2 separate regions of the Mus musculus genome follow, and region 1 is linked to region 2. Evidence: chromatin contacts called from public promoter capture Hi-C data. All regions are on one chromosome and are shown on one strand. The core of a region is the stretch at or near the end of the contact, and the rest is flanking DNA. Distances in the headings are between cores, read along the strand shown.

Evidence for each region. Capture Hi-C pulls out chosen DNA fragments and counts their contacts.
Region 1: a promoter capture Hi-C map of liver shows a contact between it and region 2, with 2.4 times the contacts expected there. The contact joins the promoter of Rhbdl1 here to the promoter of Tbc1d24 in region 2. A contact is called at or near these places in 2 of 39 promoter capture datasets (cranial neural crest and liver), 1 of 115 datasets of contacts at active chromatin or transcription factors (pancreatic cancer cells) and 1 of 9 other capture datasets (liver).

The regions. Positions count from the first base shown.
Region 1 is chr17:25,833,801-25,840,478 of GRCm38.p6, forward strand. Rhbdl1 (rhomboid like 1) reads right to left here and starts at 3,327. Exons shown (of 8, transcript NM_144816.1): 1 at 3,188-3,327; 2 at 2,611-2,772; 3 at 2,169-2,393; 4 at 1,945-2,093; 5 at 1,670-1,782; 6 at 1,477-1,577; 7 at 1,337-1,397; 8 at 665-1,256. The coding sequence starts at 3,226. The coding sequence ends at 985. It overlaps Rhot2 (ras homolog family member T2), which reads right to left. Exons shown (of 19, transcript NM_145999.3): 15 at 6,638-6,678; 16 at 6,455-6,535; 17 at 6,185-6,307; 18 at 5,889-6,091; 19 at 4,657-5,694. The coding sequence ends at 5,568.
Region 2 is chr17:24,203,822-24,209,931 of GRCm38.p6, forward strand. It overlaps Tbc1d24 (TBC1 domain family, member 24), which reads right to left and starts at 1,741. Exons shown (of 8, transcript NM_173186.4): 1 at 1,653-1,741. It overlaps Ntn3 (netrin 3), which reads right to left and starts at 5,566. Exons shown (of 6, transcript NM_010947.3): 1 at 4,238-5,566; 2 at 3,978-4,166; 3 at 3,745-3,894; 4 at 3,572-3,622; 5 at 3,387-3,461; 6 at 10-3,126. The coding sequence starts at 5,165. The coding sequence ends at 2,777.

The DNA.
Region 1 (6,678 bases), core at 2,077-4,576, 1.6 Mb after region 2:
AGAGGTTTCTGGGGTTGCAGCTTTCATATACGAAGAGGCGGTGGCTACAGTTCCTAGCTTGCTAACCCTCCAGTACACACTCAAGCACTACTTGCTGTTTCTAGCCCAGGTGCAAGAGTTCACTGCCTTTCTGAGCGGGGCTGAGCGGGGCCTGAGAGGTCATCCAGGGCCCCATCATGGTTCTGGTGGTTAGTAACTTGACCCCAGAACCCTTGTGGACCTCACTAGTGAGTGTCTTAGAGTTGTAGACTCTTCGTCTTGTGCAAACTTGGGGGGCAGATGTATGCCCAGACCTGCTGCCTGACCTTCACCCTGACTGGGCCTCCCACAAGGACCTGCCAAGAATTACAGGACCCAGGCCAAGTGAACCTAGCTCTGTTGTGGGCTTGCGTTTGGAAGGGAGGCTGAAAGAACAGGAGATTGGAAGCTCTTGTAGCACAATAAACGATTGCTGAACTTGGACTGACCTGGAAGTCCACAGTTTCTTCCCAGGGGCCCCACCTCCTGTGGATTCCGGCCATGGCCAGGAGTAAAGCTACCACCTCAAGTCAGGTGCAGAGCTTGAAGGGAGAGAGGGAGCACAGACCGTCCTGGAGGGGAGGTGTCTCATACAGCTTGGGTGAGGGGGCAGACAAGCCTGCAGAGCCCCAGGACAGCTACCTGGTGCTGTGTAAAATATTTATTCATTCTCCAAAAAGGCTCAGACTGCAAGTCCTGGGGTCAGTGGGGAGGGAAGGGGTCTCCTCTAGGGCCACGCTCAAGGTCCTCCACCCAGCCCTGGCCCAGTAACACCCCTCCCCCTGGAAAGCCTGGGGGGGGGGGGTGCAGCAAGGGCTGCAGTAAGACTTGGCTTCAGCTGGGGGTGGGGGATCACAGGGCCCCCCTGCCCCTGTGGGGAAAAGCAGCCGAGAGGTCCATTCATATAGGGCAGACATGCAGGCCCACCTGGTGCCTGGCTCTAGCCACATGGCCCTAGGGAGCAGGTCAAGGTGGAGGGGGGATATCGGCACCCAGCAGGTCATAGGCAAAGACGTTCCAGAAGATGGCGAAAAGCAGGAAGGTGCCATAGGCAAGTAGCACCACCCACCAGCCGCACTGGTCCCTCAGGCGTTCCTCATAGCTCCGAAGGATGGTAAGGCCCATGCTTACACCTACCACTGCACCAGCCAGGTGTGCCATGAAGCTGGGCTGTGGGCCTGAGGCAGGCAGTGGTGGGGAGAAGCGTAGCCACACAGCCCGGCCCACTTCGGAACTCACTGCAGAGGGAGCAACAGGTGGGAGGGGCCCTGTCTGCAGGTAAAGGGCCTCCCAGCGCCCCACCTGCCCCACTACTCACTGCACACCAGAGCCAGCACCATCCTCAGCAGCTTGTATGGACACCGCATCCCAGCCCAGTTCTGATGGGGGCAGGCAGACAGGCTGTGAAGCATGTCCAATGGGCCCCTTCCCACCTCCCCAGAAAGGCAGTCCCATTACCATGACAACATTGGCCAGGTGTGCTGAGCACAGGGCATAGACCCCTCCAGAGCCCCCTACCACGGGGGCACGCATATCTGTGATAGAGACAGTCAGGGAGCCTGTGGGCAAAGGGAGAGGTGAGGGCACAGCTGGCCCTCCCCTCAGCAGGTGAGGTAGGCAGGGGACCCACCCACCTATATGCCAGTCTCACCTGCCAGCACGCCCGCCAGGTAGAGCAGGCTGATGCGAAGCACGCCATGTACCATCTCCAGGGGCACACCGATCATCAGCTGCAGGAGGGCATTGAACCCTAGCTGCTCCAGCCTGGCCACAGAAGAGCATGGCAGAGGTGGTCAGATGGGTACCCTGCCTACTCCAGACCACCTCAGGCAGTGTAACTTAGCTGGGAGATAAGCCTTCAGAGTCAGTGGGCAGGTGCTGGGGGTAGGAGTGGAGAAGAGGCTCTGGAAGGCAAGGCTCACTTACCCGACATGCATGAACATGTAGGTGAGGAAGCGCCATGCCCGAGCACGGTGTCCTGGGTGATACACCAGAGGGCTCTTCATATATTCAGGGTGGTAGGTCTGGAGCACCCACTTGTTGAGACGTGCCCCGTAGCACAGGAACACGATGATCTGGGGACACTAGTGTTAGGGCTGGTCAAGACTAGGGACTCAGGAGGCCCCAGGGCAATGTGTAGGCAGGCCCACCTGGGCAAGAGTGACCGAGGCCATGAACACAGGGGGTGGGCAGGTGCGGTGCCTGTAGAAGTACCAGCGGCGGTCCACCTCGCAGGGCAGGATCTCGTAGGCCACATAGCGCACAAACCGCTTGTAGACACTCAGGCCTGGCTCATCTAGCAGTCCGTCTCGGGGCAGTGCCCGCTGTCCGTTAGCAATGGCTCTCTTGAAGCTGCTGGAACGCTTGCTGCTGATCTGAAGGGCAGGAACCTTAGTGTAGGTGACAGTATTGTTCCTGTGGAACCCTACCTTACTTGGCTGTGTGGCTGCTAATGGTCTGAGGGTCTTCCACACTGCCCAGGTCTGTAAGCCCTACCCAGTAAAAAGCTGTGTGCCCACCCAGCTTTGGTCAGGGTGCTGCGCTTGACCAGGCCTGGGCCCTCCCCTGCTGCCCACACACCATGGCACTGACCAGGTCCACCAGCTCCTGGTAGCAGACCTGGCCCCGCTCGTTGCTCTGAGCCAGAGCCACCAACATGTCCAACTTGGTGGGGTCCAGGGGCAGCTCATGGCTGTGTACCAGACCAGCGAAGGTGTCCGCACCGATGAAGCCTGTGTTCTCAGGATCCAGCTGCTGTGGTGGGGGAGTAGAGGGTGGGCCAACTCCCAGCCACAGGGCTGAGCTAGGCTGGCTAGGAAGGCTGGACCTTTGTGCCAGTCAGTGCCTGTTTGCTAGAACCAGCTTGTTCCCAGGCCCTGGCAGGGCAAGGTGCCTGGTTTGGCTGTTCTACCACCTCATATTCGCTCTACCAGTCCTAGAAAGGGGAAGGACCTAGGTCCAAGGACCACCACCCTCCATCCCCAGCTTTCCGTGGAAACCCGATGAAGCCAGACCTTTCTTGGGGTCGGGAGTCTCAGAGACCAAGGTCGTGCAGGGAGGGGGGTTTGGGAGGCGGCTGCCTGGGCCTTCTGCGAGCATGGTCCCTCCCCCGAACCCCTCACCGGCTGGAAGGGCGCCAAGGCAGTGCCAGCTCCCACCCACCACGCACCTGCTCCTGAATGAGCTGCAGCAGCGAGCTCCTGTCCATAGAGCCGGGCCGAGGGCCGGGGTCGGCCGAGGCCGGGAGGGGCTGCTCTGCGGACCGCTCCGCTCCGCCCCGGCCGGCCCGCTCCGCCTGCTCTGCTCTGCGCTCCCCGAGCTCAGACAGCGTCACCGAGATGCCAGCCCAGCGCGCACACAGCCAGAGTACGCGCATATCCTGCACGCGCACGCGCGGCCCCAACTCGACGCACTGCCTGGGTAGATCGTCCCCCACCGAACAGCTCGACCCAGAACCACTGCCTGCGTCCAGCTCTTGCACCACGTGCGGCAGAAGCTTCTCCCAGTAGGCCATAGCTGGCAGCCTGCAGCACCCAATACCCTCTTAGGCAGCCTGTTTTATTACCTTCCCTAGGATACTTTCTTTCTACTAAAAATAGGTCTGTGACCCATCCCCAGAATGTCAAGGTCCAGTTGCTCCCATCATACTTTCTCCTGAGCTGGAGCTGCTTTCAGTAGACACACTTGTCCTTATTTGCACTGTTCCAGCAACGAAGCCCCAGGTTCCCTATTCATGGCCAAGGCTGGAAGCTCTAACCAAACATCCCTGAATTGGATTTGAGATAGCAGGGCCTCCAGTGCAAAAACACCAGTCAAGAAGGCACAGGGGATAGCCAGGAAGAGCCACAAATAGCCACGTGAAGGTAGAACTGACTGCAGCTTGGATAAGGGAGGGGGTGTGCTCCTGAGGACAGTGAAGGTGACAGACCAATAGGATGTGTAACCATGGCAACCCCCCCAAGTATCATTCAAAACAATCTGCTACTGCAAAGATGGGATGGCAGTTATTCTTGCCCGATGGGCCTCTACAGGGAATACAGCTGCCTACAATAAGCAGCCTGCCTAGATGCTCAGTGGGACGGCAGGCCAGTAGGTTGGGACTGGAGCAGGAGGCAAAGGCCTCATTTTTCAGGGATCCCTGTTCTGTGGACATTCTGGGGCAGAGAGAACCCACCTGACCCAACCCAAGTGACTCGTTGAGTGTATGGATTCCTGTTTGGGTGTCTTTGGTGGTAGGAGGTCATGTCACAGGATCAACTCCGAGTCCATCATTCACTCAGCTTCTGGCCAGGTTGAGATCTATGGCTGGCCCTTGCTTGTAACAGCCAGGCTACACATAAAGCCCAGGTTCTCAGCAGAGCCAGGCAGGCTGCCTGGGCTGTGTGGAGTGTGGGGCAATGAAGAACCAACAGCAGAAGCAATGTTCCCAGAGAAGCAGCAGGAGCCCTCTCACACACACCCCCACCCCCATGACACTGATGGATGCTGGCATTACTAGACAGCAGACCCCTTAACTGGACCTTCCGTAGCCATTAATCAGCATGACTAGTGAGACCACAGAATGGGAACCAGGACACAGGGGAGACGTCTCAGAAGGGTCAGGTGGCATTTCCAACTCACACAAAAACAGCAGTCACATTGCGATTGAAAAGCCATTTTTTATGGGGCTGGAGAGAGGACTTGGTGGTTCAGAGCACTTGCTGCCTCTGCAGAGGACCTGGGTTTGTTTCCAACACCCACGGGATGGCTCACAATCATTAGTTAACTCCAGTTCCAGGGAACTCTGACATACTCATTTGGCTTCTGTCGGTACCAGGCACACACACGGGGCACTTACATATATGGGCAGGCAAAACACTCAAACTCATAAAAATAAGCATATTTTTGAAAGAAAGAAAGAAAGAAAGAAAGAAAGAAAGAAAGAAAGAAAGAAGAAAGGAAGAAGGAAGAAAGGAAGGAAGGAAGGGAGGGAGAGAAAGAGAGAAAGTAAGTTGCATTGAGAGATCAAAATCCAAGAGATGGAAAAGACAAGTGAAATTTAATCAGGAAAGTCAGTTCCGCTTGCTCTGCAGCTGGCGCAGTGTGGATAAGGCTCCACACCTGACAAAAAGGTGGGACCTCTGTGACTATCGGGTCCCTCCCTGATTTGACCACTACCTCTTGCCCTCTACATGTCCACTGGCCATGCACAACCAGGAAGGGGGGGGAACACACCCTGAGAACTTCGGGTCCTGGTCACTGGATTCCTTACCCACAGCCCAGCCCCTTACACACAATCCTCCCTCCCTCCAAGGCTAAGGCCTCACACCTGGCACCAGTACTCTCAGGCTCAGCAGGACAGGCCTGGAATAGGGCAACAGACTTTTGGAAGCCAAGATCTAAATACCAAGTTCCTGAGCAGGAACCCACATCAGTCCCAGGGACCCTGTAGCCAGCCACACAGATATTACTCCAACAGGCCGAAAGCCCATACTTCTTTGCCGTGTGGGCCCACATAAGGCACCACAGTGTGCTGTGCCTGGGGGCAGGAGAGGCTCATGGGTCCTTTGTCATCGGCTCTTCACTAGGACCCTGTATAGTGAGAAGCTAAGGACAGCAGCCACAGCCGTGCCGACAGCCACCAGCACTCCTCGGAGCCAGAAGGAGGTGGGGTGCAGCTCTGTGTGCACCAGGTGTCTGTGGAAAGAATAATACTCAAGACGTGTGCTTGCGAAAAGCTCACTGCTGAAAACCCGTCCCAGGCAGGCGGAGGCCAAGCCAGAGGCCATCCAGCATAGCTCTCTGGGCCACAGGCCACGGGTCTACAGCTCTGACACCTTTGTACCCAGACAGACTAAGCCCCACCCACATTGAGGCTGCGGTATACTCACGGGAAAGTGGCCATGGTAGCAAGTTGGGTAAAGACATCTGTGCTGGGCATTGCGGGTCCCAAGCAGGAGAATGAAGCTGGGGCAGGCAGCCGGTGCCTCCGGCAGAACTCAGCGGGTGACAGCCCTGGGGGGGCAACACCTTCAGGGAGATCAGCTTTGGAGGCAATAAAGAGGCAGGGGGTCTGCCCATCCATGTAATAACGCTGCCAGGAAAAAAGAAACATTCGAGAGCTGAGCTTGCTGGCTAACTGGGCTATGGCTGGGATCCCCCCACAGGACCTCAAGTCAGGGCTTGCCTTGTATATGGTAGCACAGTGTACAAAGGTCTTGGGATCACTGCTGTCAAACATTAAGCAGGCGACATCACAGGTAGTGTCTAGAGAGGTGTCCAGCAGGCTGTCAGCATTCACTTCACACAGCTGGGACAAACAGTAGCTTTAGTGGCCTCCCCACAGCTGGATCCCTCAAGGGCCACCCTGAGACAGCTCCATTAGGAGGAAGAATATATGGGTATATGGGTGTCACAGGTATACCCTTCAGGACATGGTGCACAGGCCCTCACTCACAATCAGGTACTTCTCCTGCCCGTTGACCCGCACTGTATTGATGGTATGCAGGGGGAATTTCTCAGGGGGGTCCCTGGCTTCCTGTGTGGACAGCAGGAAGAGTTTTTGGCCCCAGAGTTCTCTGTGGCACCCCTCTGCCCCCTTGAGTTCCCAGGTAGGGGCTGGGGCCTCCATAATTCTCACCCCAAGGCTGTTGCCAAGGAAGGCTTGCAAGAAGGCTGACT
Region 2 (6,110 bases), core at 491-2,990:
GGGCAAATCTTTTTTTTTTTTTTTTTACAACCCACTTCATTGTCTTGTGTACTTTAAACACTTTACTATGTCTTCAGAGGTTGGCTCAGTCTCTAATAAGGATTAGGAGCAATGCTGTGTGCCCAAGGTCACTGAGACTTGCCAGACAGTCCTGGCAAGGGTGGTTACTCAGAGCTAGTAGGGAACACAGGCAGGTGAGTTTGCACTCCCAGGGAGGTAAATTTGATTGTTGTTATGAAAACCCTACCTAGATTACTAGAGTACTTCTGCAAACCCAAAAGGTCACCCTTAATCCAGCCAAAAGCCACTACATTGCTAGTTCACTAGTTGACATGTAGCATTCAAAAAGTGGCATCTTTATTCCCTCCAACAAGCACTTAAGAGAGTGCCTGGCTAACTGAATGCCAGACCATGGGGGAACAGGGACAACACGATGTGGCTCCAGGCCTATCCACACGCAGACTAGATTCTAAATACAGCTGTCACTACCCTAAGTCTTTATCTGAGTACTGGGGAGATTAGGTGAGGATTAATCATCAAGGAAGCACACAGAGCCCTCATAGCACTCAATATGAATGGTCACTATCAAATATTTGAAATTTCTTAACCATTTGTCGTCTGGGTTGGTCTTGACACCAACCCAGAACTGACATCAGATAGAGCTTGAGAGAACACAAATACAGCCATCTCCACAACAATTCAGTGAACAATGACAGGTGCCTATTGGGGACAGGGGTGTGAAAATGAGAATGGAGTCATTGTCCCCAAGTAGATGACATGGCAACGCATGCCATGGGACAGTTGTACCAACTGCCTGGGAGTAGCTTGCTGACCTTCCAGCAGAACATGGTGAGACAAGGAAAATCCTTTATTTACCTTGGAAAGACAGCAACACAACCGCCCAAATGGCCAACCTATGCCTGCATATGTCCGGGCTGGGCTAGACAATCTTTGGCCTTTAAAGTTAGCCCAGTGAGTCCCCATCCAAGAAGGCCAGAGCACTATTTCTGAACTGAGTCAGGTCTGTCAAGGAAAATCTGTGGTCAGGCTGCCAGCACCCAGCAGACTGACTTCTGTCATGTGCAGCCCACCCCGTGTGGTGCCAGCTCTGCCCTCCAGCTGTTATTCAAAACTCCTGAAGCACAGGGCCAAGCTAAGGCACAGGTGACCAAGGCATGTCAGGGACACTGGCTGGATAGGGCTCTCAGGCTGGGAAAGTCCCTAAGCTTCAGGTGGGCAGTTGTGTCATCTTTGGCAAGTGAAGGGCCTGGGTTGTTGCAGGTCTCCGAGGGCAAAGGTATATGAACACTGCTGCAATTTCGAACGAATACAGAAAGAGGATTTCCTATTCCGCAGGGACGGAAAGTGCCCCAAGGGAAGGTTGACACAGAGGCAGTTCTTGCCCACGACACAGAGCCCAGAGAAGGCAGGGATGATCGAGGAAAGCCGGGCCTGCCCAAAGGGTTCTGACTCCGGGGCCCACGTCACGCACGCAGCATTAGACTCTGGAGCCCCCTAACCCGCAGCGACCAAGACACGGAGCACAACCCGTGCCCCCCTCCCTCAGTACATCCGTGCCGCCGGTCAGCGCACCGTGGCAGTGACACCCCCACACCCCGCGTCCAGCCGCCACGCCCCCGCCGCGCACCCACCTCGGCGCGCCGCACCGCACCTCTCCCTTCGGCTCTCCGCTGGACCGCACTGGACTTTCTGCGCACGCGCGTAGGCGGCCCCGCCCCACAAGCACGCGCTTGCGGGCTGCCCACCCCGAGTGCCCCGCGTCTCAGTGCTGCCGGCTCTGAGCATGCGCATTTGCGCCCGGCGGCGGCCAAGTCGGGAGCATGCGCTAGCCAAACAGCGGTTCCCGCGCTAAGGGGCGGGGGCTCGCCTAAAGAGGTGGGGACCCTAGCGCCTGGTGTAAGGCAAAGTCACGGACGACTAGAACTCCGACGGCTGCCCGTGGAAGTCGCCTCTGGTCCGGTCACACGTGGACCTGATCTGCCCCTTCTCGACGTCCAGTCTTGAGCGGATAGAGTGTAGGGCTCCTAGCTAGGGGCAGGACCTGTGTCATGGAGCCAAGAGGCCAAGACTGGTAGGAGTCGTGGTAGAAAGCGACAGCTGGATGGACCCCAGAAAAGGGTACAACGGAACAAGAAAGATATGGGACACAGGCAGTGATGCAGCTGCGGATGGGGACACGGTCACGTGACCGGCAGAGGCAGGCCAGAATGGATATGGGGACAAGATCCATGACACTGGACAGGGGAGCCTACAATACTCTTTGTACATTCCCGGCTGGAGGGCAGAGACGTCGCTGTCTTGGCTGTGCAATTGAGCCACAGCCCCTGCAGCGGTGTACAGGCAATTATGGTGGCAACAGTGGTTTTGGAGAGGTTGGAGAACTCTAGTGTATCACAGCATCAGAGAGTTGATGAATCACATTGGCCCGTGGGATGTGCTCAAACCCCAGAGGGATCATCCTAGCATCCCCTGGGAATAGGCGGGTTCACACCTTTAAGAGACGTCGGGTATCAGCCAAGAGGGATAAGATCAGGGTCCTCTGAGCTGCCCTAGGAGCCTCCAGATAGCTCTTAGGGGCCATCATACTCCTCTAAGTTGGGGGTAGGGTATCGCCAAATAGGTTTCAAGCGGGGATGGGGGTAGGGGGAAATTAGATGGCGATGCACGTGACACTTCCAGCCTAGTGCTCTGATGAACGCGCCGCGCCCAGTGATAAGAGAGCTGAGTCCGCCCAGTCCACGCCCAGCTTGCAGATTCAGGCGGTCCCGCAGCGCCCCCGCCGCTCTCTCCTCTGCAGCCTCCGCAGGCGCCGGGTCCAGGCGTCTCTCCAAGGCAGCACGAGGCTTCCACGGGCAGCACTGAGCCCCTGTCCCCGGCCCGCTGTGCTCCCAGCTGCAGCCCCCGGCCCACCTCCCAGCAGCAAGTAACGCCGGCCGGGCAGGAGGCGCGGGCAACCGCAGGCCGCGTCTAGAGTTGGTACCCACAGCGCGCTGCTCCCGCGTCGAGCGCGTTCCTCGCCGCTGCGGAACACAGCAAGCACCGCTACCGGAAAGCGTGTCCACGAGCCGCGGGCCTCACCGCGTGCACCCACTGCCACCTGCACCGCTGCGGGGGGGGCGTGGAAAAGCGATCAGGTTAAGTGGGGCAGGGCCGGAGGGGTCTGTATAGAGAAGCATAGAATGTCCAAATGGCTTAGGAGAGACATGAAGAGGTCACCCACTAGAGGGAGGTACACTTAAGACATAGCTGCCAAAGCCCGCATCAGTGGGAGACCCGAGGAAAGAAAGAGCCTTGAAGTACAGCCAGGGTCAAGGTATTCAAAGGAGCTGGGGGCGAGATGGAAGAGCTGGAGTGAGGCAGCCTACCATAGTCCTTCCGGCAGAACTTCTTCAGGCTGATTCGGTAACTGCCACGCGCAGGTCTGCAATGTGACTCACAGTCTAGGGGGAAAGAGTGGAGACTAGCAGATTCCCATGCCTCTACCCCACACTGGTCTGCTTTAGCTAGGGCCCTCTTCCCCAGGCCAGTCTGGGCTCTGGTGTCCACTCACCCTGTGGCTCCACAGGACTGCTTTCTTCGGTGGGTCCAGGGACAGGAGTCTCTAAGGAGTGTGGGAGAATAGTCTATAATGGGGTATCTGACGGAAAGGCTCAGGGAACAGACAACAGTCAGTAGCTGATGCGACTTTGGCTGAGGTGACTGAGACAGGGCAGGGTCACTCACTAACGCAAGGTGCCACAGGAGAACGGCTCTGCTGGAAACCTGGGGCACAGCGGTTACAGGTGAGGCCAGTAACACCATCCTTACAGGGACACTGGCCTGTGGTCTGGTTACAGGTTTTGCCAGCAGCACCAACTGGGTGGCAGTCACAAGCTGAGGACAGAAATGATAAGCTCAGAACTGTAGCTGGGGTTCTGGGGAAGTAAATCACGAACGTGTATAGGTGGCAGGCTCACCTCTGCAAGCACGACGGTCACTCAGGACACGGCCTGGATCACGATAGAAGCCCTCCCGGCAGTAGTGGCAGTGACGACCAGCTGTATTGTGCCGGCAGTTGAGGCACACGCCCCCACTGCGGCGGCCGGACAGTCGGTAGAGCTCCATGTTGAAGCGGCATCTTCGCGCATGGCCGTTGCAGGAGCAAGCTGCAGGGAAGGGTCAGTCAGGGGCAGCCCTGCCTGGTCAGAAGTCCCCAGGCTACCCTCCAAGGCCTCACCAAGGCAAGCGTGGGCTTCCTGCCCTGTAGCCCGCTGCCATGGCCTGTCGCAGTAGAAGGGCTTGCAGCGGCTGCAATCAGGGCCCTCTGTACCATGCTGGCAGTCGCAGACCAGGTGGCCATGGGTGTCCAACAGACACCGTGAGGCATGCCCATTGCACTTGCATCGACCTCCCACCTGAAGCTCAGTGGCTGAGTAGGAGTAGGGGACTGTCACCCCACCGTCCCTGGTGTCTCCCTGAATGGCAGGCCTTGTGAGTACTATGCGAATATCTGTGGCAGTCACCCAGTCTTGGAGCACGGGGCTGTTGTCCAGATCCAGGCCCTGTGGGCTGCCATCCTGCACACTGAAGGCCAGAAGGCCTCCACCATCAGGCTGAGCCTGGGGGGCTGGAAAGCAGAGGGCTTCTGGCCCTGGACCAGAAGGGCCATCAGCAGGAGCAGGCAGACGGCCATAGTCCAGGGTACAGCTGGAAGAGAAGAAGCCCAAGGGGACCCAGCTGCGGCCATGGTCCTGCGACTTAAGCAGGGCCACGGAGGTTGGAGGAGCTGAGCAGAAGCGCAGGCTCACGAAGACCAGCTCAAAAGCCTTCCCCAGGGGCACTGTGAGGGTTACGTTGAAAGGTGCCTGTTGCAGCAAATCGGAGCGCCAACAGAGAGGACTTGCAGTGCCCGGAGCAGAGGTCAGGAGGTCTGCAGAGTGTGCCCGCTGCGGGTCCGAGGAATCGCAGACGCGATTGGCCGACCTCCCGCACGTGCTGGACGCCAGCACCTCTCGGCCCAGAGCAGCGTTCACAAGGCCAGGAATACAAGAGCGAGGCTCCCTCGCCTCATCATAGCAGGGGTCGGCAGAGGCCGGCAGCCCTGGGCTCAGTGCAGCGGAGAGCGTGCCCGCGGTCAGCAGCAGCCCCCAGAGCCAGGTGGGCATGGCCGTGGCCGCTGTAAGTCAACCAGCCAGCTTCCGCCTAACGAGTCTGCCCTCGAAGAGAGAGCCTAGTCCGCTACTCTGCGTGCCGGGTCTGCAGTGCCAAGATAGCAGAGCACCAGGGCGGCCCCCAGCACAGGCCCAGAAGTGGGAGCAGCCACCGGCACGCCCGGGGCCGAGCACAGGAGCAGGGATGTTGGCGAGTCCTCCTGCTAGGCCTGAAGCGTTGACAGGCGTCGCCCCCGCTCCCGGTGCCTCCGCCCGCGGAGGCCCCACCCGCCGCCGGCCGCCAGCACTCACCCACGGAGGGCCAGGAGGAGCAGGTCTCCCGGCCTCCCGGGAAGGGCCTTGGGCGGGCGGGGCCTGGGGCGCCCGGGCTGCCGGCTTCTCCTGGCTGCAGCGAGAGCAGAGGAGCTGTGCCAGAAGGGGGTGGGGGGCTCAGCAGGAGCAAGCCTGGTCCTAGCCAGGGGCGGAGCTGCTCGGGCCGGGAAGGAAGGAGGGGAGGGGGCCTTGTCCCGACAGCCAGAATCAGAAGCAGATTCAGACACAGGCTGGGCCAGCGCGGGAGGGGGCTGGGAGGCCCACGATCCGGGGGGAGGGGCTGGAGAGCCAGGAATGCGCTTACGGGAGGGGGCAGCTCAGCCTTACAGCCCGTGAGGGACCACCCAGCAGGGTCCTCGGCCTGAAGCCAGGCTTTGACTGCTCCTGGGGTGGTGCCACGTGCTGGGCTGGGGTCTGGGCCACTCCTCCCAGAGGCCCATCATGCAGGCACAACCTTAGAACTGAAGCTTGAAGTCTTGGATGCTCCCCAGAATGGGGGAAGAAGACAGTTGGGGCTGGTGTTCTTGTAAGGTATCCCCAAGGCAGTAGTCTGTTCTAGCAGAAAGAACTCAGGTCTTATTTTAAATCCAAGCTGTTTGGATTTCTGGCTGTGTGGCCTGAGTTCCT